Regions from separate parts of the Macaca mulatta genome. Here region 1 is linked to region 2. Evidence: chromatin contacts called from public Hi-C data. All regions are on one chromosome and are shown on one strand. The core of a region is the stretch at or near the end of the contact, and the rest is flanking DNA. Distances in the headings are between cores, read along the strand shown.

Evidence for each region. A called contact is a pair of places that touch in the nucleus more often than the background predicts.
Region 1: a contact with region 2 is called in a Hi-C map of fetal cortex germinal zone, with 2.3 times the contacts expected there. The contact joins the promoter of RAB21 here to the promoter of THAP2 in region 2. A contact is called at or near these places in 4 of 14 Hi-C or Micro-C datasets (CD4 T cells, blood, fetal cortex germinal zone and 1 more).

The regions. Positions count from the first base shown.
Region 1 is chr11:78,896,117-78,900,989 of T2T-MMU8v2.0, reverse strand. RAB21 (RAB21, member RAS oncogene family) reads right to left here and starts at 2,624. Exons shown (of 7, transcript XM_001117520.5): 1 at 2,205-2,624. The coding sequence starts at 2,357.
Region 2 is chr11:78,792,611-78,797,208 of T2T-MMU8v2.0, reverse strand. It overlaps THAP2 (THAP domain containing 2), which reads right to left and starts at 1,649. Exons shown (of 3, transcript NM_001193501.2): 1 at 1,068-1,649. The coding sequence starts at 1,138. It overlaps ZFC3H1 (zinc finger C3H1-type containing), which reads left to right and starts at 1,766. Exons shown (of 35, transcript XM_015152250.3): 1 at 1,766-2,612. The coding sequence starts at 2,015.

The DNA of each region.
Region 1 (4,873 bases), core at 1,375-3,874, 100 kb before region 2:
CTGTGTAGGAGTGCAGTGGCTTTTCATATATTTAAAAACTTTTACTTTGCTTTTAGCTTCAAGAATGTTTTAGAAATTTATGAAAAGGTATGGCCAGGCGCGGTGGCTCATGTCTGTAATCCCAGCACTTTGGAAAGCTAAGACAGGCAAATCACCTGAGGTCAGGAGTTCGAGACCTGCCTGGCCAATATGGTGAAACCCCATCTCTACTAAAAATACAAAAAAATTAGCCAGGCATGGTGGCACGTGCCTGTAATCCCAGCTGCTTGGGAGGTTGATGCAGGACAATCACTTGACCCAGGAGGTGGAGGTTGCAGTGAGTGAAGATTGCTGCACTTCAGCCTGGGTGAAAGGGCAAGATTCAAGTTATCCTTTGAAAAAAACGCGAAGACCTCAATTACAATAGTTTTCTTTTATCTTAGATCTTTGCATAAAGGAAAACACTAGATGGGTTATTTACCAATATCCAGAGGTAATGTGATTTTATTGCTCAAAATCTGAAGTCAGACAGGGGTTCAAATTTGAGCTTGGACACTCCTGTACCACTGACTTGTGGTAATATTACTGTCAGCAAAATTACTCAACTAAACCTGTTTCCTCACCTGTAGGGCTATCCACTAAACTATCCACTTCATAGGGTGTTATAAGAATTAAATGACAGAAATCAAGCAAAATAATCAGCACAGTAAGAACTCACTAAATGTTAGCTATTGTTACCACTTTACCTAAGTAAATCTCTAAACTTCTAAACGATCCTGGGTATTTGTCCAGTGAATTTTCTTGATCCAAAACACAAGGCTCTCACTAACAGGACACTGAACAATAACAATTCATTATTAAAATTTTGTTAGTGCTCTGGTACAAGGATTTTTTTTTAATGCAGTTTCCTGGCACTCACTTTTTCAGAAATGCTTTACATACGAGTAAAAACAGAAGAGTAAAAATAGAACATGGAATCAGAGCCAGAGCGTCTTGTAAATTCTAGACTCAGTTTAATAATAGCATCAAACATCCAATGTCACAACAATTAGGATATTACGCATTCTATTAAGTAGTGTTGATGTTTTCACATACTACACATTTACTAATTAAGACCTATTGTGCAAGTTGGGGCAGTAAAGATAGACAACTTACACTGGACCAGGTCATCAGGGCTTTTTCTGTATATTTATCCTGACAACCCTATGAGCTAGATACTACCATTATGGCCATTTTAACAGAAGAAACAGGCACAGACAGGTTAAGTAACTTACCCAGTATGACACAGCTAGTTAAATGGATGGAGGTGAGACATGAACCTAGACAATCAGGCTCAAAAGTGCACTAGACTTTACTGCCTTTGGACAAATTGATAAGTCAAATTAGTAGGATAAATTTCTTTTAATACATGAAAACTGATTTCTCTGGGAGAGTGGGGTGAGTACAACTCCCTTAAAGGCCTGGCTTCACTCTCAATCAATGATAACATGTTAACACCTTTCCAATGTACCTGTAGAAGCCGGCCTTTTATTACAGGTAAAGAAAATTAGTAACAGCACCGGCTTTTAGTCTGGGGACCAATTGTTGGTCAGTATTCACTTGATGTTTCAGCGTGGGTCAATCGACCTCGCAGAATATGAGTGACCCACAAGTCAGACCCACGCAGGCTGCAATGAAACTGCGTAACACGCCTGGGCAAGCGGTCATTTCAAAAAACCTCCAGAGATGGCTCTTTTGCCATTCCTGTTACTCAGGACAAAATGGAACTTGCATAAACACTTAGTCATCAGTAAGCGCTGAAGTTACAAATCACCTAATTCACAAAATCGAATCCGCAGCTAAGTTCCTAATTATGAAAGAAAGAAAAGGAGCTAACATTTGAAGACTGCAACGCTGAAGACACCTGGGGCCCAGGAAGTGCAGTAAATGGGAAAAAAAAAAAAAAAAGCCCACAGACGGGGACCACAACGTGCGCAGCCACCACGGAGGACACTGGGGACTTTTCAGGGCCCTTCCACTTCCCTCCCAACCAGCCTGTCCTCGCGTCTACAGGCTGCCCCGACCTGGTGATTCCCCAGGGCGAATTGGGAAAGGTAAACCGAAGGCGGAGATGACAGGCCTGGGATTTACCAGCCTAGATCCAGGGGGCCGGGGCGGCAAAGTTTCCCCAGCCCCAGAGGGGTAGGGGCCCTGAGGCGCCCCCTCCCGCTCCCCGAGGTCCGCACCTGCAGAGTTGTGATGTGCTTGTCGTTAAACTTGTTCTCGCAGTAGCGCAGCACCAGCGACGTCTTCCCCACGCAGCCTTCCCCCAGCAGCACCACCTTGAACGAGTAGGCTCGGCCCGCCGCCGCCGCCCCGCTGCCGCCGGCCGCAGCCATCCCGTCGCTTCCCGGCCGCCCGAGCCCGAGTGTCGCGCCGGCCTCCCCACAGCCGCGGCAGCGCCTTTACAGCCACAGCCGGCTCAGCCCCCACCACCCCGGCTCCGCCGACCCGGGCGCTGTCCCTACTCCCTCCTCGGGCGAGGCCTGGAAGGGCTGAGGGAAAGTCCGAGGACGAAGGGCCCCAGCCCACCACGTCAGGCACCGGAGGAAAGGCGAAGAACGATCCCTCTCTGCCTCCCTCTAATGGCGTCTCCTTCCTCCTACGTCACACCTCGGGTCACGTGAGCGCCGCGGCCGGGGCGGCCCCTGCGACTAGCCCCAGAAGAACGTGCCTGGACGTGGGCGGGGCTTCTGGAGCATCTCCAGGGGTGGAGCTGGATGTGAGTCAAGCGCCTACTGGCAATCTAGGGCAGAGCCCCGCCGCTTGTGAGCCACCTCTGCTCTGCAGTTGGTGGGAGCCTGCGGGAATAAGGAACCAGGAATTTGAGGTGAGCCCACCTCTGGTGAAATGAAGTGCAGAACTTCATCGTTTTTGCCGAGGGGATGTTCAAAAGGCTAATGATCTCTTACACCAGAGGTCACTGTAAACCAAATCTGTCAAGGTGCCCTCGAATCTCTCTCTGTGGGATCCCGAATCATAGCGCTTCCCAGTTCCTCTGACCTCGTGGTCAACTACTCCATCATCTTTCAAGTCTCAGCTTAAACCGCATCTCTGACCACCCAATCCTTCCCCCATCCTTCCATTCCCCCACCCCACAAAATTAGGTATTTCCTAACACCAGTATGTCTCCTTTACCAGGGCTTTACACACTCCATGGAAATTATTTTATCGACTCTTATTAGGCTGTAGGTTTGTTGAGGGCGAGGTCTGTATAAGACCTGCCCACCTCTGAATTCCTAACCCCAAGGACTCTTCAGTTTTTCTGTCTTTCATGAAGCCTCTGACATTCCATGGTACTCCACCTTGAGGCGGCTTGTTTGATGATTGCTTGTTTTTTCTTATCTGCATCCCCATTCTTTTTTATTTGTTTTTATTTTTAATTTTGAGACGGAGTCTCGCTGTATCGCCCAGGCTGGAGTGCAGTGGCGTGATCTCGACTTACTGCAATCTCTGCCTCTTGGTTCAAGTGATTCTCCTGCCTCAGGCTCCCGAGTAGCTGGGACCATAGGCGCCCACCACCACGACCCGCTAATTTTTGTATTTTTCGTGGAGACGAGGTTTCACCATGTTGGCTAGGCTGGTCTTGAACTCCTGACCTCAGGTGATCCACCCACCTCAGCCTCCCAAAGTGCTGGGCTTACAGGTGTGAGCCACCATGCCTGGCCCTTTTATTTTTATTTTTTAAAAACAGGGTCTCACTATGTTGCCCAGGTTGGTCTTAAACTCCTGGGCTCCAGCTATCCTCCTCCCTATGCCTCTCAAAGTGCTGGGATTACTGGGCCACTATGCTCAGCTGGTACACCATTTCTATTTGTGGGACCTTGGAAATTTAATTCAAGTATTTTTTATTTTTTAAGAGACAGAGTCTCACTCCATGACCTAGCTGGAGTGCAGTGGCACAATCATAGCTCACTGCTGCCTCAACTTCTTAGGCGCAAGTGATTCACCAGCCTCCACCTCCTGAGTATCCAGGAATATGAGTGTGCACCACCATGCCCAGCTGTTTTTTTGTTGTTTTCTTTTTTTTTTTAACTAGAGATGGAGTCTTGCTACGTCACCCATGCTGGTCTTGAACTTGTGTCCTCAAGCAATCCTTCCACCTCATCCTCCCAAAGCATGGGATTATAGGTGCGAGCCACCACACCCAGCTGAATCCAAGTCTTAGTTTCCTCATTTGCCAAACTGTCAGGATACTACCTGCCTAGCCAACCTTATAGCACTACTTTGCTAATCACCCAGGCACCTATCCTAGACTTCAGGAGACAGGCAGAATTCTATAGTTGGGACTCTAAAAAGAAAGGGGACTGTTGATCTCGATTAATCTTTAAATTTTTTTTTTGTAGAGACGGTATCTTGCATGTCTTGCTATATTGCCCAGGCTGGTCTTGAACTTATGGACTCAAGCAATCCTCCAGCCTCAGCTTCCCAAAGTGCTGGAATTACAGGTATAAGTCACCATACTCAGCCAAAATAATTTTTGAAGTTAAAATAAGTTTTTACATTTAGCTTATGTTGACATTTAAGAAGGTAGTGCAAGTTTTCATGGGTTACAATAAGTAGGTTGGCATACTTTTGAGCACAGAGTGGGTAAATATAGATGTAAATTGTGATAGGCTGATAACGGCCCCGAAAGATATCAGCTCCTAGATCCTGGAGCCTGTAAATGTTGCCTTATTTAGGAAATGGGTCTTTTTGATTTAAGCTACGGATCTTGAGATGGGGAGATTATCTGGGTGGGCACTAACTGCAATTACAAGTATCCTTATAAGAGAGAGGCAGAAAGAGATGCTTCACACCCAGAAGAGGAGAAGGCAGTGTGACCATGGAGGCAGATTATGGAGCAATGTAGCCA
Region 2 (4,598 bases), core at 400-2,899:
AGTCAGGTTTCTTCTGTGGCACTTAATTATAATGATTTATGTCTTTCTCCACCACTAAATTCTAAACTCCAGGAGGATTAGAATTTTCTGGATCCTTAGCACAATGTCAGGTAATTAGGAACTCCGTACATACTTGATGGATGAATGAACAAAGCACTACATATGCATGAACTAGTTTAAAAACAGAAACATCACAAGATTTTTTTTAAGTGGCAGCTTTTAATAAAAGTACAGTTCGTAATAGTGAGGTAGGGAAAAAGGTCAAGGATATAATTTCTACATACTAACATCACATACGTTGTTAGGTATATAAAATATATAAAATCAGGACCGGTGTCACTTAACTTTTTAATGTGTCTTTTCTTGAGGCACGTGGCAGGCACTTGCAGAGAAGGTAAACATTTACAGAGTACCTGTTATTTTCCAAGCATTGTTCAAAGTGCTTTCAAGAGTTCTGGTTTGACAGAACTAAAGAATTTTGATTTTTCTTCCAGCAAACAAAAGAAAACCTAGGTTCTTTTTATTACTCTGTTCTAGTAAGAACAGAAAGGTTATCTTTTGCACTTTAATTAACATCGCTTAATTCCATGGCTATCAAAGATGACTCAATTCCTCCGCAGAATTACTATGTGACTATTAGAAATCTAAATGCCTCCCAAGTCAATTCATCTAGTGAGAATTTCCTAATTTTAACGGGAACACAGCAGGCTTTTACGGTGATTGCTGATTGAATGGGAAGATCTCTTTCTCCCTTACGGCGTCATTCATGTCAAGACCCGGTCTAACAGAGGAATAAAAGAGTAGAAAATTACGATATCCTCCTGTTACTTTTTTACTAAGGGGTAATCACCAAACAGTACTTGGATTTCTTTTAGAAAATGAGTAAAGCTTCCCCGAAAGCAGGGAAAAATTGGGCAGATTTGAGAAAAACAAAGGACGTATGATGCTTCCCTGCTACCAGCTGGGAAAGTTATTAGAATTAGGAGAATCCTCCTGTTCCTTCCACACAAGCGATAGCCAGAATAGGAACTCCATTTTCCGTCACCCCCACTCCCTGCCCAGGTTACCTGTGGAAGCTGATGTTAATGTGCTTGTTGTAGGTAGTGGCACAGCCCGCCGCGGCGCAATTGGTCGGCATTTCCCTTTCCCACTCATTCAGCGCCCTTAAGTCTCTACTGAGGCGCTGGCTGCTAAGCTTCCTTCGGGCAGAGGCTGGACAATCGAGGCAGGCGTGCCTTAATCGTGAGAGCTTAGTCGTGAGAGCGGAGTGGGAAGAAGGGGTGTGTATATGGGGGCGGAGGCGAGGGAGGGTCAGCCTTCCCTTTCTCTTTATTAATATGGCGGACTAGAGCCCACAGAACTGGCCCTCCTGGAGCTCTAGTCGCCTTCGCTTGACTTCACCAACATGGCGGACACAACCCGTTCTTTCTCCCCGCCCCCAAAAGGGAGCGGATCTACTGCGTTTCTTCGGCAGCGGTCCTCACAGCAATTAAAAGGAAGTGTTTTCCCCTCCGATTACTATAAATTATAAGAGTTTTACAATAAAACTCTCTCAAGGATGCAACTAAGAGCAGCTCCACCTACTTCTGCATGCACCCAGCTGTACCAGGCCAGGTCCTGCAGTGGGTGTGACCCGTGGACCGGAAGAGTGAACCCGAAAAAAGAAGAAAGACTACAAATCCTAGTGAGTGTCGAGTGGTGTTATTATCGCGTGAACTGTGAGCCTTTGTTTCCTGCGTGTCGCAGGAAGTGACGTTTCGGGTACAGCCGCTACCAGAGTCCCTTTCTCGCGAGGCGGAAGAACCCCGATCGCTGAGGAGCAAGGGGGCGCTAGGAAAAGGAACTGGGTTGCGACGGTCCGGCGAGAGAGAGCTGGGGTGCGGGGAAGTTGGGGAACAGAGGCCGCTAGGTGTCCGAGCAGGGTAAGACCGCACCGACCCGGCGGAAACGAGGCAATTGTCGGGCGGATCCCCGGACGGAGAGCTAAGGTTGTGTGGAAGGCGCTGCTCCCCGGATGGCGACCGCAGATACTCCGGCCCCGGCCTCCAGTGGCCTCTCGCCGAAGGAAGAAGGGGAGCTGGAAGATGGGGAGATCAGTGACGACGATAATAACAGCCAGATACGGAGCCGGAGCAGCAGCAGCAGCAGTGGCGGCGGGTTGTTACCCTATCCGCGGCGAAGGCCTCCTCACTCGGCCCGGGGCGGTGGATCCGGCGGAGGCGGTGGCTCTTCCTCGTCATCGTCCTCTTCTCAGCAGCAGCTGAGGAATTTCTCACGCTCGCGGCACGCGTCTGAGCGGGGCCACCTCAGGGGACCCAGCAGCTACCGACCCAAAGAACCATTCCGGTCTCATCCGCCCTCTGTACGGATGCCTTCGAGTTCACTGTCCGAAAGCAGTCCCCGGCCGTCTTTCTGGGAGCGGAGCCACCTCGCCTTGGACCGTTTCCGCTTTCGAGGCAGGCCTTACCGGGGTGGGAGTCGCTGGAGTCGGGGGCGAGGAGTGGGTGAGCGAGGAGGCAAGCCGGGGTGCAGACCCCCTCTGGGAGGAGGAGCAGGATCCGGGTTCAGCAGCAGTCAGAGCTGGCGAGAGCCCTCTCCACCTCGGAAGAGCTGTATCCTTAACGTGGCGGTCGGCGCTGGGTGTGTCACTTACCAAAGTTCCCTTTAGCGTCATTACTAGGTCTGTGAGACGAGTGTAACTTTGAATCATCAGAACCGCTGATTTCTCCCTGTGTCAGTATACTTAAAGTAAGTTGTTCTTTGGTAATTCCCCGTGTGTCACACTATAGCGTTATTGTTAAGACTGCTTCATTGGATATATTAACGTGCTATGGACTGGGTTAAGCTAATGAAATCCAAGACAGTTAAGTCTGATTTGTAATAATACCTTAGAAGCCCGACTTTCATTAGCATTTGTATTTTTGCTGGGACAGAAACTTTGTATTTTATGTGAAGTTGACATATTGTTAGAGAAAAAAATATTCATAACCAGTTTGGGGAATACTGTTGCTTTATCATATTGCGGTTTGACATTGAAAATTGTAAAAGTTTCAGTCTGCGCAGTCCTGCACTATTTTTGTGATGCTGTTTTTATCTTGATTTATTCCGGTTGCTGCCTTTTAAATTGCGGGGGCGGGGGGGGGGAGGTTAAAAAAAACACTCTGGTGTCTTTAACAGGTCTGTTTCAGAGCTTTTTGATTCATTTGATCTTTTTGGAACGCTTTACCTCCTTTACGTTCGTTTGTATCTGTGTTCAGTTTTGCGCATTGTGTAACTCTTCGTGCTGACTAAATGAGGGCCAGAAAGAGAAAGATAAACTTATCAGCATTTTTATTTTAATACGTTAGAGTGGAGGAATGTGTATGCGAGGGTGGAGATTACGGATACTTTGAGAAAGGAAATAGTAACATACCAGATTTTTGCTACTTCTAACCTTATTCTCAGTTTTAAACATTACTGAGTTTACTCAGGATTTATACAGAGGAATCAGTCATCCGAAGGTTTCCTGTTTTATAATGGGTTTGTAAAACACTATCTTGACTCACACTGTGACCATTGCAAAAGTTTAAAGACTTTCATTACTGGTTGTAATTCCCATAGTGTGATTTTTAATTTCGTCATTATATATGAAACTTAAAAGTAATGACAGTTATTTGGAAGACAATCAGAATTACTTTTATAGAACACTTAGGTCCAGAATAGGTTTTTCTCAAATGTCATGATGTAAAAGGGGCAAGGAATGTACATTTAGGTAAGAAACAGCAGCTTCTGATGCTAGTCCCCTGAAAAACCTTACTTCTGCAACGAAAAGTTGGGTTAGGAACATTTTAGGATTGTTTCAGAGAAAATCATGTAGGCGCTGGGCGTGGTGGCTCACGCCTGTAATCCCAACATTTTGGGAGACCAAGGCGGCGGATCACTTGAGATCAGGAATTCGAGACCAGCCTGGCCAACATGGTGAAACCTTGTCTCTACTAAAAATAAAAAAGTTAGCCAGCGTGGCATTGGGCGCCTGTATTTCCAGCTACCCGGGAGGCTGAGGCAGGAGAATCGCTTGAGCTCGGGAGGCGGAGTTTTAGTGAGCAGAGATTGCACCTCTGCACTCCATCCTGCGCGGTAAAGCGAGACTCCGTTTCAAAAAAAGAAAAGAAAAGAAAATTATATAGATATTTAACTTTTTAAAAGCCAGCACATGGTTCTTCCAAGAAGGTTAGAAAACCTCTGTCTACGGTGTTTCTTAATCCATGGATTTGTAGTCTGTTTTCAATCCAAACACCAGAAAGGCTATTTGAGCATATGTGTGTGTATGATTTTAAAATTTTTTCAATTAAAAAAATTTTTATTAAATTTATTTAAAAAAATTTGGAGAGACGAGGTCTTGCTATGTTGCCCAGGCTGATCTTGAACTTGTAGCTTCAAGAGATCCTCCTTCCTCGGACTCCCAAAGTGCTGGGATTTATAGGCGAGAGCCACCAGTCTATATGTGTTTTGTAAAGGTACAAAGAGGAAAACTGTAGTTTGTATTAGGGAAACAAATGAAAATAAGTAGTTGTAGTTTAGTATAAAAAGTTGAAACGGAGGTATGTGTATAAAAAGTA